3 separate regions of the Mus musculus genome follow, and all the other regions are linked to region 3. The links are chromatin contacts, called in public HiChIP or PLAC-seq and promoter capture Hi-C maps. All regions are on one chromosome and are shown on one strand. The core of a region is the stretch at or near the end of the contact, and the rest is flanking DNA. Distances in the headings are between cores, read along the strand shown. Region 1 holds the start of Srsf4 (serine and arginine-rich splicing factor 4). Region 2 holds the start of Sync (syncoilin). Region 3 holds the start of Fabp3 (fatty acid binding protein 3, muscle and heart).

The links. Promoter capture Hi-C pulls out the DNA fragments that hold promoters and counts their contacts. HiChIP or PLAC-seq counts read pairs in DNA pulled down with a chosen protein or histone mark.
Region 1: an H3K4me3 HiChIP or PLAC-seq map of embryonic forebrain shows a contact between it and region 3, with 4 times the contacts expected there. The contact joins the promoter of Srsf4 here to the promoter of Fabp3 in region 3. A contact is called at or near these places in 1 of 39 promoter capture datasets (embryonic stem cells) and 1 of 115 datasets of contacts at active chromatin or transcription factors (embryonic forebrain).
Region 2: a promoter capture Hi-C map of liver shows a contact between it and region 3, with 4 times the contacts expected there. The contact joins the promoter of Sync here to the promoter of Fabp3 in region 3. A contact is called at or near these places in 3 of 39 promoter capture datasets (liver and neutrophils).

Annotation. Positions count from the first base shown.
Region 1 is chr4:131,872,203-131,874,902 of GRCm38.p6, forward strand. It overlaps Srsf4 (serine and arginine-rich splicing factor 4), which reads left to right and starts at 1,437. Exons shown (of 6, transcript NM_020587.2): 1 at 1,437-1,668. The coding sequence starts at 1,562.
Region 2 is chr4:129,286,351-129,289,050 of GRCm38.p6, forward strand. Sync (syncoilin) reads left to right here and starts at 1,271. Exons shown (of 5, transcript NM_023485.3): 1 at 1,271-1,438. The coding sequence starts at 1,389.
Region 3 is chr4:130,307,326-130,310,025 of GRCm38.p6, forward strand. Fabp3 (fatty acid binding protein 3, muscle and heart) reads left to right here and starts at 1,413. Exons shown (of 4, transcript NM_010174.2): 1 at 1,413-1,525. The coding sequence starts at 1,453. Gm10570 (a long non-coding RNA gene) reads right to left here and starts at 380. Exons shown (of 4, transcript XR_868203.3): 1 at 298-380; 2 at 1-159.

The DNA of each region.
Region 1 (2,700 bases), core at 187-2,686, 1.6 Mb after region 3:
ATACAGAGAAACCCTGTCTCAAAAAAAAAAAAAAAAAAAAAAAAAAAAATCAGGTGTGATGCACACCTGCAATTGACAATCACAGTTCTTAGAAAGGCTTTTACAGGTTAGTCAAAGGCCATTAGACATAGAAAGTTCTTGTCTTAAAAAAGAAAAGCCAAGTGCTGTATGGTAAATTAACTTCTAAAGGAATACTTAAGAAACTGCCTCTAGAAAGGAAAGCAGAAGATGCAGAAGAGAAAACTTTACCCAGCACATCAGTTAAAGTGGAAATGCAGTAAAGAGACTAAACCCCTCAGTGATTCCTGGGCAAAGCTGAAAAGGAACCTTTCATTACTGAGCACCCACATGCCCCAGCACAGTTCATTACATTTGGTTATTTTGGCAATACACTGGACATCTATAGATTATAATCTTGCAGGTTAGAAATTTTTTCTGAGCTGGCAGAGATGGGGTACACCTTTAACTCTAGCACTTGGGAAGCAGGCAGGTTTGAAGCCAGCCTGGTCCACAGAGGGAGTTCCGGGACAGCCGGGGATATACAGAAAAACCCTTTCTCAAAATGAATAAACAAAAAAAGAAAATAGTAATTTTCTGTCGTGCTTAATCTAACTACAAGGCACTAAACTGAACGGACATAGTTTGGCACATGCTTTTAATCCCAGCCAATAGGCAGACAGGCAAAGTTTCAGGCCAGCCTGGTCTACAGGGCTATTTCTAGGACAGTCAGAACTTTTTTGTTTAAGGATTTATTTTATGTGTATGAGTACAGTGTAGCTGTTTTTAGACAGACACCCTAGAAGAGGGCATCCGATTCCCATTACAGATGGTTGTGAGCCACCATGTGGTTGCTGGCAATTGAACTCAGGACCTCTGGCAGTCAGTGCTTTAAAAAATAAAAATTAAATCTGAGATGTAACTCAGAGATAGGGCACTTGTTAACATCCGTATGGCCCTGAGTTCGATCCACAACACCGCAAAATAATACCGAACCAATTATTGGAACACTTTTACATACCTAGTATCGACACTGTAGAGACAACCCTGAAAGTACAAGGAAGATAAAAGAGACTCAAAGATCCGAGAGAAAGGAAAATGGGCCCAAGGTCATGGATCCACTAACTTCCCACAGGGACGTTTACCGAAAACCACCCCAAAACAGAAAGTCTACCAGAGCAAAGGACAAAGGCGGGAACACCCGCTCGGCGCGCACCCGCGCAGGCACTTCCGGGGGAAGTGCCGCTGCCACGGCGAGCTCGCGAGAGGACGTGCTGCAGCTGTCGCTCACTCGGCCAGGTCCCGCCCCGCGCCGGCGCGCCTCCAGTAAAGCCCCGCCCCCGCCCCTGACCAGGCGGGAAGCGGGCGCGCGCTCCCTCCCGTTCCCCTCCGCCGGGGGGGGGGGGGTAGGGAGACGGGGGCGCGCGTTCTCGAGCTGCGTGCTCGCGTACGTCGCCGGGCTTCGGCTGCGTCCGTCCCGCCGCCCGCCCGTTACCGCCGCCGCCGCGTTTTCCCTTCGCCGGCCGCCGCCTGAGGGGGGCCGGGGCCAGCTGCCGCCGCCGGAATGCCGCGGGTGTACATCGGCCGCCTGAGCTACCAGGCCCGGGAGCGCGATGTGGAGCGCTTCTTTAAGGGCTACGGGAAGATCCTGGAGGTGGATCTGAAGAACGGGTGAGGAGGGCGGCGGAGGGGCCGGCCGGGGGGCTGACAGGGCCGCGGCTGTGGCTAGGAGGCCGCGGGGACGCGAGCGCGGCGCTCGCTGGGCGCTAAGCCGCCGCCGGCCTCCTCCGCTCCGCCATGGCGGCGGTGCCTCGGGGGCGCGGGTAGGCCCGGCTCCCACTGCGCCTGCGCGGGCGGGGGTGGTGGCGGGATAATGGGGACGGAGGCCCGGGTTAGACTGGGGCTCCGGGCGCCGGGGAGGCCTGGGTTTCCGTCGCTGGACTATGGGTCCGAGGCGGCCCTTTCCCGCTCTGGGGCTGCCAGGAGCAGATGAGGGTTCCGGCCCTCTTCTCCCCGTTCCCCAGCCTGACCGGCCAGAGGCTTCCCGGCGTGTGTTTCTGAGGACTGGAGCTCTGGCTTTTTCGCGTGCCACACTTTGGGCGGGAGACACTAGTTTTTGTAGTGCAGTGACAGTTTCGAAAGTACTGGCTTGCCGCGCTTCAAGCCTTGACCGCTCCCTTTCCGAGAGTAAATTAAAGTCCTAGCTCGTTATCTTGGGGAGTCCTTACAGAGTTTTCCACGTTGTGGTTTCGGCTCTCCAACTTGCCGGAAAATGATTGCTGTCGTAGGATTTTTTGAGTGGGTAAGGGCCATCCTGGCCAGGTCTGCGTCGGCTGCTGGTGCAAGTGGAGACACATCTCCAAATTGCCTACTTAACAGCTTTCCCCGTACAATCTGGGCTTGTATTTCTAATCTGCTTTGGCGAAGCAAGGCTAGCAGGGACTACCAGGTTCGGGGAAAACGGGTGAGTTGTCATGCCTAGAGATTGTACGAGCATCTTTTGCTTGGGAGCTGAGAATTATTAGGTAGGACTTGAAAGGCATTAAGCACCGGAACGGCGTCGGAAGCACTAAACCTTGGGTGTTAGGGGAACCCTTGGTTTTTGCTGTGTTTATTTCTTGCCTGTTTTGTTTTTTTCGACTTTGTGTTTGGTCCAATGAGACCAGTAGTAATTGACATTTGAGAAGACATACACTTTAGTAT
Region 2 (2,700 bases), core at 21-2,520, 1.0 Mb before region 3:
CTTGCAGTCTACAAAAAGATGCAAAAAACACAGCTCCGGGAGACACTCCCAGAGTGTGCACAGCCACAGCCACCCCTACCCCTCAGCTGCCACACTGGCACATGGCAGCCCAGTCAGGCATACAGTCACACATGGTTATACACCTGCTCCGTAGTCTGCAGCCAGCACCCACTTCCCCTCAGGATGATCACACCTGGCACAATCACCCTGCTCTCACATCATAGAGCTGCACTTCCACACGACCACCCAGGACCAGGACTGGAAGGAAGTCACACTGGGGATACAACCTTAGACCCATCTCTTGCTGCACACACAGAACCTTCGCCAGATGTTCCCAGCTGTGGGCACAAGGATCACAACGCACAAGCTACCCAGTCAACAACACCCGGGCATCAGTCCTCATTCGCCATCCCATAGGATGCTCTAAGATCTGATTAAACGGAGTACAGCCTTCTGGCCCTGGCCGCTAGGTGCACAGCATTCTTCTGCGATTGAATCAAAGCCCTCCTCCCTCCCTGACTCGGGGACTGAGTGGGAAAAAGTATTCAGAGAAAGAATGCCTGGGGCTCAGGTTTGGGAAGGGGTCCAGCAGCTCGTCCTGGGGGGAGGGGGAGGGTGCCTTCAGTGTGGAAGTCTAACTAGGACACCGGAGGGTCGAAGACTTAGGGGTGGGTGCGTGCCTTGAAACACAACAGAAGTGACTGAGCAGGAGCGACAAATCGACCTCTCAGAAGACCCCAAGAAACCTTCCAGGGCGAGGGGAAGAAACCTGAATTAAACAGACTCAACTTTATTGCCTTAAGCCGTTCTTCCTCAGCCGTGGCCCCCAGCTGTCCCCAGACGCATGGGGTGTGGCAGTTAACCACCCCCCCCCCTCTCCAGCAGGCGCCTTGCCCCACCCCCTCATGACAGCTGCAGGCCACCAAGAAGATGACCCGGCTCCAAGCCCTTGCGTGGGTGGGGATCGCAAGGCGCCGACACGAGGGGCGCTGGATCCCTCTGGGTACCCCACCAGTAAATCTTCCTCCCGCCTTCATTGAACTCGGGGGGCAGCTCCCCTGGGACCGAACAGCCCCCTCCTCTCCTCACCATGCAACCAGGGCCAGAAGGAAAGGTGGAGAGATGAAAGGAAGGTTCGCGAAGTGCCGCTGGGCCGCCCCCTCATCCCACCCCACCCCATCCCCTCCCACCCTCTCCCCGCCCCCAGGGCCGCGGGGCCCGCGCCCTCCTCCCGCGGGTAATCGTCCGGCCAAGTGGGCGCGTCCCGCCCGGGCCGCCGGGATCTGGTGTCCGCTGCAGCTGGCAGTGCGGCGGGCGCCGGCACCGGCACAATCGCCGACGGCGTTGGCTATTAATAACACTCCGGGCGAGCCCGGGGTCGCGCAGCCATGGCCAGCCCGGAACCCCTGCGCGGCGGGGACGGCGCCCGGGCCTCGAGGTAGGATCCTCTAGGGCTCGTGTCGCCGCCCAGTAGGACAGGGGGTGCTGGGTGGGCTCCCATCCCCGACCCGCGGCCCTTTTCCCTTGGCTGTGGGTAGTGGTCATGCCCGGGTGTGGCACGGGGCGGAGCCACCGGGGAAGGGAGATGGGAGGCCCTGGCTTGGGGACCTGACACCTCCGGGGGTCTGTGTCACTCCTTCCACAGGCTGAGTGCGATTAATCCTTTCAGGCTAGCAACCTGTCAAAATGTAGTTGGCCTAACTGACTAAAGAGTATAAGTTTTGGGTCTTTTTTTTTTTTTTAAAGTCTTATTTTTCCCGTTTCTTATTCACTTGTTAGCGGGGCTAGGGAGAAACCATTTGAGAATTCACTGCATTTGAGCCACTTGGTGCAGGGTTGGGCACCTGCCAGCTTGAAGTTGAGTCTGTTCGGTCAGCTCTCTCTCCCTGGTGTGGCTCAGGGTGGTGGCCTAGAGAGGCAGTTGTTCTCCTGGCCTAGCACTGGGCCCTGGCTGAGCCCAACAGCTGTCCACACTGGAACTTTACCACTGGGGATTGTGGAGTCATTTTGCCTCAGGTCACATTGTGGCCCAGGGACTTCCCAGTGTATCAAATTATGGGAATACTTCCTGGTAAACCCTGTTGTCACATGAGAAGACAACCCTAAGCTGGGTTCTTAACACATTTTGCCTGTATTCCCTACACACACACTAATAAGCTTGAAGCCAGGCACGAACCTTTGTTTGCATGACATGTAATACACACGTCCAAGTCACAGTCTGATGGACAGCATAAAGGAGTTGCCCAAGTCCTCTGGGACAGAGACAGAGTGGCAGAGGTGTTGAGGTCAGGGACCCCAGCTGGGCCCTGTCCCTCTCTTGCTTGGCCTCCTGTAATCTGCTTCTATGCCAGCTCAGTAGAGAGGCAGTTAGCCGAGGACAACCTCTGGTACCCAGGGTGGTGTGGCAGCCTGTAACTCAGGAGGCCTGGGTTCTATACCACAGACCTGCCACTTGACCTTGGGCACAACTTCCCCTGGAAGTTCAGTTGTTTTCTTCTTGCCTTCCAAGGGCCCCACAAGTAGCCCTGTCCTCAGGACATCCGCTCTCATCCAGTGGACAAACGTACCTGTATAACTTAAAGTCACTCCTCCTGATGATGAAACTGCATTCCATTCAGAATGTCCTGAAGACACAAGTTGGTATTGTTGGGATACGGTACCAAGGAGATGGAGTTGCAGCATGTTTAGACATTTGTTAAG
Region 3 (2,700 bases), core at 163-2,662:
CCATGTGGACTTCTCCAAAGCAGGGCCCGCACAAACCAGGAGCTTACTTTGAGAGAGTATCTTGCCTTGGCTCAGACTGGCCCCCAACTCAGGAATCTCTTGCCTCCAGGTGCAGGTGCCGTATTAACTGTTGGCTCAAGCCAGAGCAGCGGCACACAGCTGTAACCCAGGAGACAGAGGCAGGAGAATCTTTAGTTCAAGGTCAACCCCTGCTACACATTGAGATGCTGACTTGGTAATAATTAAACAGAAACTGCTGAACTAAGGAATAGGCTCCACTGAGGTTCCCTTACTCACCTGTAAAAAGGGGATGATACCACCTACCAACGAAAAAGTTGAGTGTGACCATGCCCTGAAGTAGGCTACAACCATCAATAGTCGGGTCTTATTTAATAACGTACTTTAAGGTGACAAGCAGTCTAGTGGCAGAAGTCAGGGGAAAAAACTGACTTCAGCAGAGGGTCGCGGCTTTCCGGGAGTTAAGGTGGCCGAGGCCGGAAGAACCCTCTGAATAGACAAATTGTCTTCGCGGAGTGAAGAACGACCCTGGCACAAGCTCAGAGGTCAGTAAATAAAGCCTGAAGCGCTTTCAGGCAGCGGCGACGGGTGGGACTGCGGAGAAAGGCGCAGGCGGGAGACATTCCGCAGGGAGGGGCTAGCACGTGTGGGGCTAGCATGAGGGAAGCAAGGTCACGTTCTCCGCCAGCAGGTGAGGCGCTGGGCAGCTCAGCCATCCGCGGTGTCCAAGGCAACTCTTTTCCACTTGTCTGGTAGGAGCAAGAGGGCTCAAAGGCCACTAGACCATGCTCTCTGTCCAGGCTCCAATTCTTTTTTACTTACGGCGACCGCGTCATTCCTCTCCGAGCCTCTGAGCCTCTTCTACAAGAAGAGGACATAGGACCGTTGAGATGGGTTTTTGGGTAAAGGCCCTTGCTGTCAAGCCTTGACAACCCCAGTTTGATACGTGGGACCCACACGGTGGAAGCAGAGAAGGGACTCCCGCGAGTTACAACGAACGCCCCAGTCTCCCACCCCTTCCCCATAAGTACGCCTACACGAGCATACACAATATAAGAATAAAACCACAGCGAATTAAAAAACAAGGCGGCAGAAGGATCAAGCGGCGTTTCTCCAGCGTGGCACCAGCTCAAGGGCGAGTTTCCTTTCAGTATGGCCGGGGGATGCTCTACTTGGGTTGCGGGAAGCGCCCCGCAGCCAGGCCAGGGATGGGTTAGATGGCACCAACAGGACCGCGGGCGCCGCTGACGTAGGCGACGGGAGGGCTGTGGGGGATGGGCCCCAGCCCTTTGCGGGAGTGCAAGCCCCGGCTTCCTATTTCGGGAGCGAGGGGTGTGGGCCACTTTCATCATGTGATGCGAGGGCTATTTAAAGAGGCTGTCCAGCCGGGAGCTGCGGTTCTCAGTGCCTGCTCGCCTCCTCACTCATCGCACCATGGCGGACGCCTTTGTCGGTACCTGGAAGCTAGTGGACAGCAAGAATTTTGATGACTACATGAAGTCACTCGGTGAGCGAACGAACGGCGCAGGATCTAGGGTCAGGAGGGCCGGCAAGGCGGTCTTGGCGCTGAGCTCCCAGGGGGAGTGCCCCCATGTGCCTCCCGCAAGCTCCTAGCCAGTCCAGACAGGGAATACTGAGGTGCGGAGGGTGGCCTGGGCTGAAGCCACTCCACTCCACCCCACCCCACCCCGGCCTCCTGGGAGGGGGGTGTCGCGGTCCAAGCTTGGCGAGCCTCGTAGCTGGAGGGGAAGGGTAGAGGCAGCTGTGGCCGCAGAGGTCCGGGATGGGAGGCTTTCTAGGAAGCAGTGTAGGTGATCCGGAGGTGGAAAGGGGAGGGAAAGAAGGGCGGGAGGCTGGCCGCAGGAGAAGGCAAAGAGGAGCATGGTGGTCCAGAAATTGAATTCCGAAAGGGAATAGAGCAGATAGGAGTGTACAGAGCCTGGAGGAAGACTAAAGAAAATCAGTGAATTCCATCTGGGAAGAGGTGAAGATACAGCCAGGCAGTCAGCAACAAGCCCTACCCCTCCATGTTGGGGTAGTGAAGAGGCCTCTCTCTGGAAGATGCCCTGGTTCTCACCAGCCTGACCTTCACCTACAGTGTGTGCAGCCACCCCTGGGATCAGTCGGAGACGCTGCTGCTAGAGCAGGGCAAGACGACCACTACACATAGGCTTCCCGGCCGCACCAGTCGGCCACCGGATCAGTGCTGGGGATAGGGTGAAGAAAGCCTGGGATCGAGCAGAGGGTGTCAGAAGAAAGGTGAAGAGCTATGAAGGGAGAGTGTGGCTTGGGGCTGGGGAAATTGTGTGGTGTGGGCGGTGACACAACGCCTTTAACCAGCACTCTGGGAAGCAGAGGCAGGTGAATCTCCCGAGTTCTAGGCCTGGTCTATACAGAGAGAATTCCAGGACAGCCAGGACTACACAGAGAAACCATGTCTTGAAAAAAAAAAGAAAGGAAGAGTCCCATGATTTACTTAATAGGAAGACAGCTTGGGACACATGAGCTCATCGCCTCATAGGAAAGCCCAGGATTTCTTTTTGAAGACTGAACTAGAGCCTTGTGCATGCCCCCTACTGCTGAGTTATACTCCCCACTCACACACACACACACACACACCCTCTTTTTACTCTGTGTAACAGGTTCTCACTAACTTCCCCAGGTTGGCTTTGATCTTGTAAC